Regions from separate parts of the Mus musculus genome. Here regions 1, 3 and 4 are each linked to region 2. The links are chromatin contacts, called in public promoter capture Hi-C maps. All regions are on one chromosome and are shown on one strand. Each heading gives the region's core, a stretch centred on a gene start, on an enhancer-like site or on the middle of the called end of the contact. The rest is flanking DNA. Distances are from core to core; before and after follow the strand shown. Region 1 overlaps Mipol1 (mirror-image polydactyly 1). Region 2 holds the start of Sec23a (SEC23 homolog A, COPII coat complex component). Region 3 holds the start of Slc25a21 (solute carrier family 25 (mitochondrial oxodicarboxylate carrier), member 21). Region 4 has its middle 7.1 kb from the start of Gm20016.

Region 1 (3,259 bases), core at 170-2,669, 1.7 Mb after region 2:
TCTCTTGAAACACTGAAAACATTATTGCCCAACCAGCCTTTTGTACTTACAGTTTGTTACCGTTATTTGCTTGCTTGGGTTATGTATATGAAAAAGCTCAAAATATATTAATACCTATGTATGGTAGGGGTTCCTGGCATTTAACCAAGTTTGTATTACAGGCCTGAAGAATACGTCTAGGGCCTTGCACATAGGCACGGTATTGATGCTACATACCATCCCTTGGATCTTTTCAGCATGCTGTCCTTGAACTCTACATAGAGCAGGATGGTTTCAAATTCAAGTCTTTCTGGCTTAGGCCCCTGAGCAGAGGGATCACAGGCTCATTTAAAAGGATATATCAACATGTCTGACACAACTGTTTCTTAAAATTGTATTTCTTGGACCAACAAGAAACCTCTCCTCAGAATTCAGGAGTCGAAAGTTTTAAAATGTATAATGAAAATAAATTATTCTACATTATGACTATTTTGCTACATCATATAATTCCTCTTAAGTATGTTACTTTAGTCATAACAAGTTTCTTTTCTTTTTTTTTTTTTTTAAGACTACTTCCTATCAGTAAAGCCATTGTGATAAAGACTGTATCTGTCAACTTGGCTAGATATCGGCTGCTTAATCAAGGAATATGTCCTGAGTATGTATCTGGATAAGTCCGACATCTGAAATCAACAGACTTGGTAAAATAGACTGCCCTTCCTTATTAGTGGGCTGTACAGTCAGTCAGTGGAAGACCTGCAGAACAAAACAAAAGGCCTGCAGAGAGAAAACTGTCTGACTGTCTTCAGACGGCAACAGTCTTCACACTCAGTGCTAGCTTTGTTTGGTCAAGGATGCTGGGCTTCATACTCGGAACTACACCATAAGGGCCCCTGGTTCTCGGGCCTACAGACTGGGGATGGAACTATGCTACAGGGCCTCCATACTTACCAGGGAACTGCAAATCGTGTGACTTGTCAGCATTCATAAAGCCACGTGCCAATTCCTTACACTCTCAATCCCATGCATTCACTCAAACTCATTCACTCCTCTAACACCCCTCCCCTCTCTGAGCAACCCCAATAGTCATGACAGGTCATCAAATTAGGGAAAAAAAATGAACATCTACTGTTCTACATTTTCAAAATTTACAAAGAAGATGAACATATGCCGTTTTGAAATATAACTAATCCAAGTTACAAATAACACTTGAGAATACATAACATGGCACAGCCCAGTGATTAAAAAAAAAAAAAAAAAAGCAAAACTTTAAAACTAGTATTATTTTCAGAGGGCTAATCATATACCAGGATTTTATAAAATATCCTGAAACGTTTTGCCCCAAGCCAAACTAAACTAAATCACTTAATCTACAACAGAACAGACTATAAAAACAGCCAGCTTATAGAATAGTTTCTTGGGGGAACAAACAGCCTGTTTTCTTAAGATTCATGTGAGTGCCAAGTTCTGATGCAATGGCATACTCCTGCACACAAAAGCTTACATTGCCACACAACCAACTGGAGTTCTTGGCATAGCAAAGGTAAAAAGCATTAGAGCAAGTCAAATCAATCTCTAATGACAATTGTTAAGCACAGCCACTTGAAATCAAGTAAAACAGCTACCAGAGAAATCCTTCTAAAATAAATTTTAAAACTAAGCATAGAGAGTATCCAAATGACTCTACATCACATTAATAACTAGTTTTCTATCACTGAAAAAAAACCCACTTAATACTCCATAGTTTTAAAAGGTTAACTATAAACTGTTACCGAGAAAAACATTAGCAGAGGCATGTTTATGAGAATAGGTACAGTGCTGACTAATACAAAGAGTTAAACTCAGTCTTGAACACGTGAACAGCTCCATAACTCATAGTGTTTAGTTAAGTAAGTCCCAAAGACAGCATAACCAACTTGTTTCTAATAAGCAGTGGTGCATGCAAGCTATGCATTTGACAGTGTCAATTGTAAAGCTTCTAAATTAATGGAATACAACTGCTAGAAACAAGATTTAAATATACTAAAATAACTATCTGGATTATAGCTTGAATTTCTTATATAATAACAACAAGGTTGCAGCTAATACCATCCATATTTCAGAGAAACTACAACAACCTTGAGTAATTTTTAGAGTCAACTTAATAAGCTAACAAACTATTCCATTAATAAAAAGTACGTATATAATCCTAAAATAGTTATTCTATAGCTAAGATTAAAATAATCAATGTGGCAAGGAAAACCATAAATAAGAGGTCAACCTATAAGGGTTTTTTTTTTTTTTGAAGAAGAAGAAGAAGAAAGAAAATGTAATTACAAATTAAATTTGTTATGATATCTCTGTTTTACCAAACTATAAAGAGTTTTTGGGGCTAGAGAGATGATTCAGTGGTTAAGAGCACTCACTGCTCTTCCAAAAGGACCTGAGTTCAATTCCCAGCACCCACATGGCAGCCGACACCTGTCTGATGTTGTCCTCTGGTGTGCAGATATACATGCATACAAAGTACCCAAATACATAAAGAAACAAGCCTTTAAAAAGGTGTTTCTTAGGACAGAGATGTACACTTTCAATCAAAACTTTTTTTAATTTTCAAAAACTATCTCAAATTAGAAAATTAACTGAATTTAAAATATTACCTACAAAATTAAGGAATACAATTGTACAGAATCCAGAAAAAGTATTTAATAAACTAATTAATATATGCTATTTTTTCAAGTTCTTCGTGTTTTTATTTATTTATTTATTAGGTATTTTCCTCATTTACATTTTCAATGCTATCCCAAAAGTCCCCCATACCCACCCCCCCAATCCCCTACCCACCCACTCCCCGTTTTTGGCCCTGGGGTTCCCCTGTACTGGGGCATATAAAGTTTGCAAGTCCAATGGGCCTCTCTTTCCAGTGATGGCCGACTAGGCCATCTTTTGATACATATGCAGCTAGAGTCAAGAGCTCCGGGGTACTGGTTAGTTCATATTGTTGTTCCACCTATAGGGTTGCAGTTCCCTTTAGCTCCTTGGGTAATTTCTCTAGCTCCTCCATTGGGGGCCCTATGATCCATCCAATAGCTGACTGTGATCATCCACTTCTGTGTTTGCTAGGCCCCGGCATATTCTCACAAGAGACAGTTATATCTGGGTCCTTTCAGCAAAATCTTGCTAGTGTATACAATGGTGTCAGCGTTTGGAAGCTGATTATGGGATGTCTTCGTGTTTTATTTATAAAGAATTGAGTACAATTAATGTAGCCCATATGCTCATGGGGACAAATCTAATACCT
Region 2 (3,256 bases), core at 72-2,571:
GGCACCGGTGGTGGAATGTAGCGCTCGAGAATAATTCCTGGCAGAAGTGGTTCCTGAAGAGTTTCTAGGTCGCTCTGTCTAATCCCATTTTCTCGTCTAAAGCTTGGGTAGGCGGCAGGGACTGAGGATGAACTTTGAAATCTTTAATATTTTTAAAATTAATGAACAATATCGCTATAATCGTCATTTTTAGAGTACTAAAGCCTTTAACCATTTGTAAACACGTTACATTCGTCTAAATCTTACAACCCCTTAGGGTGGTGTCTTTCTGACTTCGCGGGGAACAGAGTGGATGAATGCAGAACTTTTTGTTTTGTTTTTCACTTTTTCGGATAGCATCTTAAAGTTTAGTTGAGGCTGTTCTGGAACTCATTAGGTAGCTCAAGGAGTCTCAAACTTGTAGTGATCCGATCCCCTGGCCTCAGCTTCTGGAGTACCAAGTATCACACGAGGATAATTTTTAGGTTTTTGAGACTGTCTCTTCTGTGGCTTAGAAGGGTCTACAGTTTGCAGTGTAACGTAAGCTGGGCTGCCTTTTTTTTTTTTTTTTTTTTTTTTTTTTTAACCTTGACTATTGAGATTACAGGCATGAACCATCACCACTAGCCGAGTGAGATACTTAAAAACTTTAAAATTACTATTTTGCGATTGCTTGTGGGTCGGTGAGGAGGTCAGAATACAACTTCTGGGAGTAAAGTTTCTTTTTCTGCCTTATGAGTTCTAGGCAAGTGAGGTCCCTGAGCCAAGCCTTCTCATTGGCTCTTGACAACACACAGACGAAAACCCAAAATTAGAGGAGAATCCGAGCATCTATTTTCTAGCGAATACTTCAAATAATTGTTAACTCGTGCTTCGTTCTTTCTCCTCTTTGGACACGGATACAATGTCAGGAAAAAAACTTGCAAGAGCCTTTTCTATATACTAGAAAACAAAAACAATCGTTCAAGCAAACAGTAGACGTGAAAGCTACATCTGGTGGTTAACATTTTTTTTCTTTTTTTCTGGGGCTAGCAATGCCCTAGTCAGGTATTTTAACCTTAATCCTACACACGGCCTCGAGCGGCCACATCCCACCCTTTATTACTCCGGTTACCTCCCTTCCTCCACCGCCCTGGCTATCGCATCGCTTCCTGCTAGCCCCGCCCCTTCCTGAATTGTCCCCGCCCTCCGCTTTGCTTGGCCGTCTTTCACGCTCGCCCCACCCTCTTTATTACTCCCGGTTCATCTTTTCCGCCACTCAACGCGCCCATTACCTCCTGCGCGCCCCGCCTCTTCCGGGACTGTTCCCGCCCCTTCGCTGGTCGCCCCTCCCCGCCTCCTCCCCTTTGACGTGGCAGAGGCGGCACCAGCCATGTTGTCCTGGCCCAGGCCCTCCAAGAGGCCGGGGGCGGGGCGGGGCCGCCCCTGATTGCGGTGCCACGGCTGCTACAGGGCTTTGGAGCGGACTGACGACTGTGCAAGGCGGAGGCTGTGGCCGTCACGGAGCTTCTAGGTAGGTACTGTGGTAAGGACTAGCGTGGCAGCCACCTCTGCTCCACCGGGGTCTTAGTCGGAGCTGGGAGGCGGGCGGCGGGCCGGAGTGTCAGGATTGTTGGCTCTGTCCCGGCTGTGCTCTCGCATAAGCAGCGGGGCGTGCCGGAGGCTGTGGCCCAGCGCCGAACCGAGATCGCTGAACCCTGTGCTTGTCATGGCGACGGAGCGCCCTCGTCTTTAGTCCTCTTAGTTTAGGTGGAAGGACCGTAGCAGGATGGAGACCGAGGGTCTGAGCATCTGGCTCTGCACCCACCCCCACCTCCTGGGTGACACGCTTTGCCAACCCTGCCCAAGGCTCCTGTGCCCTGGGGCCTCTAGGTTCGTTTCTTGACTGCCCAGGAGTGCCCTAGACTTTGAACCCAGGTGACTACATCACCTGTAATTCGGCCTTGGGCCTTATAAAGGTTAAAGAAAAAACCACCAGGTATAGCTAGTGCCTGGGGCCTTGATTATTAATGATCAGGTTTCAGAACTGAGCAATACCATGCACTGGGGCATTTATTCTGTCTGTAGAGCTTTACTGTTTGTGGGAGAGGAACAGGAAGAGGTAAATAAATCCATAGGTAGAGTAGAGTTGGAGATGTCTAATTCATCTCGTCAGCTAAACTTCTGTCCTGTCTTAACACAACCCCACCCTAAACCACGGATAGCTAGGCACATTTACTGAAAGAAATTTAAATTTAAATGTATACTAACATCTTCCTTCTTTCCAGCATCATCAGAGGGCCTTTGTTTTTTAATTGTTTCAATGACCAATTTTATTATTGCCCCCAAAATTCTCACATAACTGATGTGAAATTTGAAGGCCAGAGAAGTTTATTGCCCAAGAGCAAAAATTTGTTACTCAGTCTATTTCATTGGAAATTTTACAACTGGGCCTGGGAAGATGGCTCAGAAGTTAAGAGCACTGGTTGCTCATCCACATGAATACACACACATACACGGGCACAGAAACACACACTCACACAGAGAACTCACTACTGGCTTACAACCTCTTGTAATACACTTACACACACAGTGCCTCATTACCTATTTACAACGATTTGTAACACACCCACATACCTTTCATCTCAACCCCCAGCTCACTAGTGGTTAACAAGCAACTCCATTGGTAGAGGATCCACCACCCACTTCTGGCTTCCACAGGTACTGCACACACATAGTATACAGGCAGATACAGGCAAAACACCAATAGACAAAAATGAAATAAATATATATAAAAGAAAACTTGCAACTGAAATGTAGGGAGGTAAGGTGGTAACAGATAACTAATTTACTTAAAATTTGTATGTTTTCCCATTAGGAATGCATAAGGGGGTAAAAATGGAATAGAGAAAACCGATACTATGGGAAGCCTTTCAGGATGTAGGAAAGTGTTTGCTGTGTTATGATAAAGTGACATGAGGCTTTGACTCTATCAGGAGAAATTACTTAATTAAAATAGTCATCACTGCAATAAATTATTGAAAAAATGTGACTTTTTTTTAAAAAAATGGCCTTTTGTATCTTTATCACGTTTTAAGAAGATGAGTTTGTAAAATCTGCATTATAACAATATTTCAGGATGTGTGTGTGTGTGTATGTGTTTCAAACAGGGTCTTACTATGGCAGGTCTGGAACTGACAAGAGATCCATCTGCCTCTGCCTCCTACGTGCTAGGATTAAAGTCCTGTTCCAACAAGCTTGGCTCTATTTTTCGGCTAATGTTCGTATTGGATGATCA
Region 3 (3,289 bases), core at 18-2,517, 1.8 Mb after region 2:
ATAAGCAACACATTTACCCAATTCCTCATGGTATGTAACTTTCCTAGTCAGGTGGTACAGGCACATAACTGTGTGTACATGTGGTGTGTGTGTCTGTACATATGGTATGTGTGTGTGTGTCTACATGTGGAGTGTGTATCCATGTGGTATATGCATACATGTGGTGTGTGTATGTGTGTGTCTATGTGGGGTGTGTGTGTCCATGTGGGAGATGTGTGTGTGTTCATGTGTGTGTCCATGTGGGGTGTGTGTCTGTACATGTGGTATGTATGCATGTGTATATGTGGTGTGTGTGTGTGCATGTGTGTATACATGTGGTGGTATGTGTGTGTGTGTGTGTATGTATGTCAGCAGATACATGCAACAGGAGTGTTTGGTAGCTAGAGGTTACTGTTGGGGATCTTCAGTTGTTCTCCATTTTACCTTTGGAGACAAGACCTATAACTGAACTGAACTGTTTGGCTAGACCTCACCAACCAGACAGCTCCAGGGATGTGCCTATCTTTGCATTCTCAGCGCTAGGATTACAGACCCAGACTAATACTGTCTTACATGTGCAGGGAAACTGGATTTTGGTCCTTAGGCTTGCATGGCAAGCACTTTACTGACTGAGCCATCTCCCCAGCTCACTACCACCGACATTTAATAGCTCAAAGAATGAAAATAAGATATAAGTATTCATTTCGTATATTTGATTTGACATTGTATTATTTTAAATTGCACATACCCATGTTTTTGACAGAGAACAACGGCAGTTTATATGGCCCAGAATATATGCATTAAACACTACGTTTTAGAAATAACAGCAGCGGGGTTTCCACAGTACTTTCTCTTATCATCTCCGGCCTGTCAGGGGTGTGGTGAGCGTTCTAAATATCTGACTCCTGTGTTTCTCTTATACTGCAGTTTGCACCTTGTGGTTCACTAACAGGCACTAACTGGTACTTTTGTTTTGTCAGTGATTCTAAAGAGCTAGTGTGAGTTAATTCCACATTTTGTAGAAAGAAATAAGCAGGTTATTGGTGCTCCTCTTTCATGTCTACCTACTGTTCCTAACAGAGAACTGCTTAAAACAGGTTTCTAGGCCCTAAGCCCAAAGAACTCGGCTTTCTGACAAGTCTGTCATATTGTGCGCAGCGTGGTGACCCTGTGAACTGGGCACAGGACACTTGAATAACAAGTCCTTTATGGTTTTCAGTAAGTAAAACTCAGTTTATTATGCATGAAATAAAAGTCCAAAACCACTTCCCCCGCACAGTTACTGCACTTTGTAAGTCAGATCTGCTCTGATCTAGTTGCTGTGGCCTTCAATTTCTGGTTGACTAACTTGGAGGAATTTCCTCACTATCCCTTCTTTTGAATAGTACCGTATTTTAGCCTGCCTGGAGGGCAAGGGTCACCCGCGGCTACATCACAGTCGCAGCTAGCTAAGGCAGCCCTTAGATAAGCAGCCAGCTAAACAAACTCCGCAGTAGGTCTCGATAGGCAAATTCATAAGCCCCTATCTTGAAGCTCGAGCCTGACCCACCGAGCTAGGTCAAGTCTACCCAGCCCCCAGTTGTCAGTGTTCCCCCTCCGGTGCCCCGGTGGAAAGGGCAGCCTTAGGCAGCGCTGGGCAAGTTCGGACCCCCTCCGCCAACCTCGCGGCGACTCGGTGCCCGAACCGCCGCCTTTAGCTGGATCGCAGCCACACCGGGAAGAGTTCAGCCCCAGGACCGACGGGGCCCGGTCTCCATCGGCGGCGGCCTTCAGAGGAGCTCGCTCGGGCAACTTGGTCACCCGGTCCCCTGGTCGCGAAGATGTCGGCCTCCAACGTCAGCTTACTGCACGAGACCTCCAGGCAGGTCGCGGCCGGAGGGTCTGCAGGTAAGGCTGTCCGCTCGCTCCCCGCGCGCCCGCCGCTCCTCCGCCGCACCACCCGACAACTGTCCCCCAGGCTCGCCTTCCAACCGAAGTTTTGTGTGCGAGTGCGTCCTCCTAAATCTTCTACTCTGACTCCTCTGCGAAGAGCCGAGCAGCCGGCGGCGGCTCTTTTGGGTGCAGTCCCCACTAGCTGCTCTGCTCTAGGGTCCCCGGGGGTTCTCTGTTCCTAGAATGGAGCATGAAAGGATTCGCCAGTCCCTGAAACTTACTGTGACTTTGAGAAAGCTTCCCCCTCCCGTCCTTTTCTTCGCTTTGACAGCTATTTTACACAAAAAAGGATTCAGTTCCAGTTCGGTCTTACTTAAGTTTCTTAGCAAGTTTCTTCCAAGGCCCAAGCTAAAGAGGATCTTAGCATAGCTCTCTTCGCAGGGATTCTTTTTACTGCGCTTCTTGGGGATCTATGCACGCCATAAATATATTAAAATTAAACGCTCGTGCTAACAAATGTAAACACCTTTGATGTAATGGACTCACATTAATCTGTGGAGAGCTATGATGTGGGAGAGACTTTACAAAAAGATCTGTTAAAGCCAGCTTGGTAATAATTACTGTGCAACTTGGAAGAAGTTGCTCGCCATTAAATTATGCGTATGCCTAATTTTTAATATTTTTAATATTAGGCTGTAACAGTTCATAAGTTTTGTTATTTTAATAAATTATTATAACAATGAAATAGTATTAAAGTTGACTAAAAGATACTCAATATATACTTAGTAACATTTACTTTCAAGAAAATATGAACTTTTAAATAATGGAGTGCTTCAAACTCTGAGTAGTTTTATGTCATGAACTAGCTGCATCTCTGGGGTATCAAAAGCATCCAGATATGTCACATAATTTGCGTACTTTAACAAGATACAGTTATGAAAATGAAATATATATATATATATATATATATATATATATATATATATATATATATGCTTGACCATAGGGAAAGCAAAGTTGCTTAACATCCCAGGCTGTGCCCAGTGACTTACAGGTATCTCTGTTGGTTTGTATAATCACAACATGTATAGTCACAGTTATACTCAAAGACTGTTAAAAAATAAATCAGACTCTAATCCTGTTTATGCTGCATATTTCTGGATAAATATTTGGCACAGATGCATTTATGCCATCATGTATCATCATCATCATCATCATCATCATCATCATTATTATTATTATTTATTTATTTATTTATTTATTTATTTATTTTGGTTTTTCGAGACAGGGTTTCTCTGTATTGCCCTGGCTGTCCCGGAACTCACTTTGTAGACCAGGCTGGCCTCGAAATCAGAAATCTACCTGCCTCTGCCTCCCGAGTGCTGGGATTAAAGGCGTGTGCCACCATGCCGGGCTCGTGTATCATTATTAATGTAAA
Region 4 (3,716 bases), core at 217-2,716, 1.5 Mb after region 2:
CTCAAGTATGTGGTACCTTCAGCAAGAGGATCTGACTCCTAAGTTTCTGAGGGTAACCAAGAGCATTGTCTGTACTATTTAGAGGTTGTCTATCGAATCTCACTGGCCAAGAACTCCAAAATCAGTAGCACTGGGCTTTTCCATTGTTAGCCTGTGATACACAGTAGGGACGTCACATTTTTGTTATATGGTAAGTCCATTTAAACTCGCTAGGTACATGTCATACGGTTATATTATTTTAGGAAGCTTCTATAGTGGTAAGTTTCCGTACACTCTTTTAAGTGTTTGCATGTGATCTTTTTGATCCTTAGTGTTATTCCTCTCTGTACTACTGTCTTTATCCTGTCTGCCTCCCTCTTACCACAGTTTAACCCCTCCCGTTCCATTACTCCTCTTTAAGCCTTTATAGCACTCATTTCTATCTCCCTTCTCTTGAAAATCATCCCTGATGGCCCTATATTAACTTACAAGAGCTTGTGGGAGCCACGGAGCTGGTGGAAGAGGTCTGCTTTGGGACTTAAGGCACAGTGTAGCCCCGCTCATGCTGCAGCTCCAGAGAGACTGAGCGGGTAGGAACTTCAGTTCAGATGGAATAGCTTAGGGAGGCTTGTAGGGTACCTCATAGGTTTGCTCTTATCAACCTTTATCTGTATTAAGGAAATAATAAATAGTTTGTAACTTGATCTTCTTCACTGCAATATATTTCACAATGAATGCCTAGTACAATGTCTTCAGTATTGTATACTTATAAATTTGATTAAGATCAATGTGTAGGAACTGTATTAAAACATGTAGGATTTGAGATAAGGAATTTTATGTGACTAAAAAGTAAACACAAGTTTTAGATACATTGGTGCATTTAGATAGTTGGTGCATTAAAATGTATCCTTGTTAATAGCTGGATAGTTAAGCGGGTGGCTTCCCAAGTGCCAGCATATTGTGAAAACACACCAGAGAACAGCAGAATCAAGGGTGAGCATAGGAAGGCTGCGCGGTAAAAATCACTTTCATGATTCTTAAAAATACACATTTGTCATTGTCAAGTTTGTGAAGACCTACATTAAAAACAACTTCAACCTCTATAGATGTAAACTCATCCTAAGGAACGCAGTGAAAGAGAAGCTTTTCAGTAAGGGCTATTTCAGTAAAAGGATTACAAAACATTTGGTAACTTGAGACGCTAGTTTGGAACGTAGGCTACTAGTTCAAATGTGCAAGCTCCAACTTAACAAATGTTTAAAATATTTGAGTTTTAGAATGGTGCCAAAATAAATCACATCTTTTCTGGAGATGACATATTTAGCTAAGCATGGGCAATATAAATCTTTCAACCAGTTCATGTATTTGTTTAAAAGCCCCAGAAACCACATGCGCTTCCAACCAAACATGCACAAAATGCTGCTCGCTGGAGCCTGACAACCGACTTACAAATCAATTTTAAACAGGCAAATAGGCTTTTGTGTTTATTTGTGGTTATGTATGTAATAACCAGATTCAGAGGTTAACTGTAAATGAGTTACCAAAAACACACTAATATATGTGAAAAATTTGTGAACGACGCAAACTGCATGTAAGATGACTGAACATCTGTTATGGTTATTACATCATATAATGCCTTATGTATAATCACCATTTGACAATGGGAACTTCAAGAAGTTATTATAATCTCTAAAAAACTAGATGCAGATTAATTTCTATGTACCCTTTTGCTTATCAAGTCTATAAATCTTTTAAATCTTTTAAACCTTTTTTTTGTGTGTGAAATAAGCAAATTCTATTAGTAAGTTATCCAATAAGATTCTTCAGTTTATTTTGATAAGGAAACACACAAAATAGAAGCTTAAAATATTTATTTCAAAAAGTTTTTTTGTTAATTAGTTTAAAACACAATGGCTTATTTATCAAACTCAAAGTTATTATGTATTAATCATTAATTTTGTTGCAATGCTTATATGTTTCTTATAACCCACCACTTTACCTGTAACTGTTTTATTTATTTATTTTTTATCAAATATGCGTTGTAGGAAGCAGAGTGTGTTGGAAATATACATTACCACTTTTGTAACACTGCAGCATTGGGTTTTAGCAACAGACCAAATGAAAGGTAGTTTAGAATACGCCTACCTATGTCTAAGTGAATGTTGAGGCAAAGCACTTGTTCTATAGTACACAGAGGTGACAGTAATATCAAGGGATTTGCATATGTAGTTCATGTTGAACTACACAGAAAGAGATGTATCTAATCTTTAGATCACTAGAGAACTCATGCCTATCTGTAAAGAACAATGGTAGCAGAGATGACAGAACTTAAAAATGTATCTTTCAAGACATTGCTTCTAATTGCTGCCCTATTTAACTTTTTATTTATGGTGTGTGTGTGCTTGCTTAACTTTTGTGTGTTTGTGTGAATACAGGTGCCCACGGAGGCCAGAGGGTGTTGTATCTTGCAGATAAGAGCTATAGAAAGCTATGAGGCACCTGACTTGGGTAATGGGAACCAACCTGGGTTTTCTGCAAGAACAATAAATGACTTGACCATGAGGGCATCTCTGTAGCAGAGACATTAAAATCTTTGCTGTGCTCGAGTGGATTTCTCTGTACCAATAATTACCCAGATAGCACAAAATTTAGTTGCTAGGCTATTAAATTAAAAATAAAGATCCAAAGTTGGGGCAGATAAGGATTTGGTGAAGGATCTTGGAAGAGCTAAGGGGAGCAGGTAGGGATAAATATTAAAATACACTGTAGGAGATATTCAAAGAATCAATAAAAATATCTGGAAAAATTAAAAAGAAAAATATTTGCTATACTATTCTTTTCCTACAGTGAGGCTTAGAGACCTATAGTTCCAGTGGGGGATAGTTTCAAGACCTCAGTCCTCTGGGAAGTTCCAAAAGGCTCTGTATTTGTTTCCTTATCAGAATCAAAATAATTAACAATGACCATACAACAATAAAATCAATACTAAAATCCATATAGTTATCATGCGGCTGCTGCTAGAGCCAAATATAAAACGATGTGGAGTATGATTTGCAGGTCATGTGTTACAACCAACAGTAACCTCTTCTTCAAATGGGTTGCTTGTTTTTCTAAGACGTGAACTATCATGCTGCTATAGGAACAGCCTTGGTGATGCTTACGGCAAACTCAAGGAAACTCTGCAAACGGAATTCTTTAATAGATGCCCTGCTTTTTAATAAGTGGATTTTTCAGTGATTATGGTTATTCCTCCACATAAAAAGTAGTGATGACTCAGAAGAGTGTTGGTGGGCATTTTTATGTGTAAGGACTCAAGACAAAAGTTGTCCGGGACATTTCTGAATGATTTGGGGAACCTATTCGTAAATGTGGTGGATGTTAGAAGTGCTCCATGAGTTTCATTTTATAATCTCTTGCTCTGTACAACAGCACAGGAACCGGTTGCTCGAAGTGACACTGGAAGTTATAAAATAGTTTTATTTGTGCTCAGTGTTCTAAGACTTCAGAGTAAATAACTTCAGGAAAGTGTCTGTTTCTAAAGGCTAAACGAAAAATTCAACTTCTGCCGGTGACTGTGTTAAAAACATTCAGGAATGGATATTTTCTATACTTACCCACATCTCTTGGGTAAGTTGCAAGATACCATGTCTTCACAAGGGGTTGGGTGGGGAGGGGTGGGGTGGGGTGGGTGGGGTGGCTGTTCCAGGACATGAGGACAGGCAACTAAGCCACTACCT

What was found. Promoter capture Hi-C pulls out the DNA fragments that hold promoters and counts their contacts.
Region 1: a promoter capture Hi-C map of hippocampal neurons shows a contact between it and region 2, with 6 times the contacts expected there. The contact joins the enhancer-like site here to the promoter of Sec23a in region 2. A contact is called at or near these places in 8 of 39 promoter capture datasets (the 3T3-L1 cell line, the C10 cell line, cranial neural crest and 5 more), 6 of 115 datasets of contacts at active chromatin or transcription factors (the 230-238 cell line, astrocytes, forebrain and 3 more) and 1 of 9 other capture datasets (pancreatic islet).
Region 3: a contact with region 2 is called in a promoter capture Hi-C map of pre-B cells. The contact joins the promoter of Slc25a21 here to the promoter of Sec23a in region 2. A contact is called at or near these places in 6 of 39 promoter capture datasets (the C10 cell line, cranial neural crest, frontonasal cranial neural crest and 3 more).
Region 4: a promoter capture Hi-C map of liver shows a contact between it and region 2, with 2.4 times the contacts expected there. The contact joins the enhancer-like site here to the promoter of Sec23a in region 2. A contact is called at or near these places in 4 of 39 promoter capture datasets (the 3T3-L1 cell line, cranial neural crest, hippocampal neurons and 1 more) and 3 of 115 datasets of contacts at active chromatin or transcription factors (embryonic stem cells, pancreatic cancer cells and stem cell-derived neural progenitor cells).

What each region holds. Positions count from the first base shown.
Region 1 is chr12:57,273,856-57,277,114 of GRCm38.p6, reverse strand. All of the region lies in intron 1 of Mipol1 (mirror-image polydactyly 1), which reads right to left. Among named protein-coding and RNA genes, the nearest start is that of Mipol1, 45 kb to the right of the region's middle. Within about 2 kb of position 1,419, at least 3 of the 459 cell types and tissues checked have an H3K27ac peak or open chromatin away from gene starts, as enhancers often do.
Region 2 is chr12:59,010,082-59,013,337 of GRCm38.p6, reverse strand. It overlaps Sec23a (SEC23 homolog A, COPII coat complex component), which reads left to right and starts at 1,321. Exons shown (of 20, transcript NM_009147.2): 1 at 1,321-1,492.
Region 3 is chr12:57,195,450-57,198,738 of GRCm38.p6, reverse strand. Slc25a21 (solute carrier family 25 (mitochondrial oxodicarboxylate carrier), member 21) reads left to right here and starts at 1,267. Exons shown (of 10, transcript NM_172577.3): 1 at 1,267-1,866. The coding sequence starts at 1,800.
Region 4 is chr12:57,498,096-57,501,811 of GRCm38.p6, reverse strand. No RefSeq gene overlaps it. Among named protein-coding and RNA genes, the nearest start is that of Gm20016, 7.1 kb to the left of the region's middle. Within about 2 kb of position 1,466, at least 2 of the 459 cell types and tissues checked have an H3K27ac peak or open chromatin away from gene starts, as enhancers often do.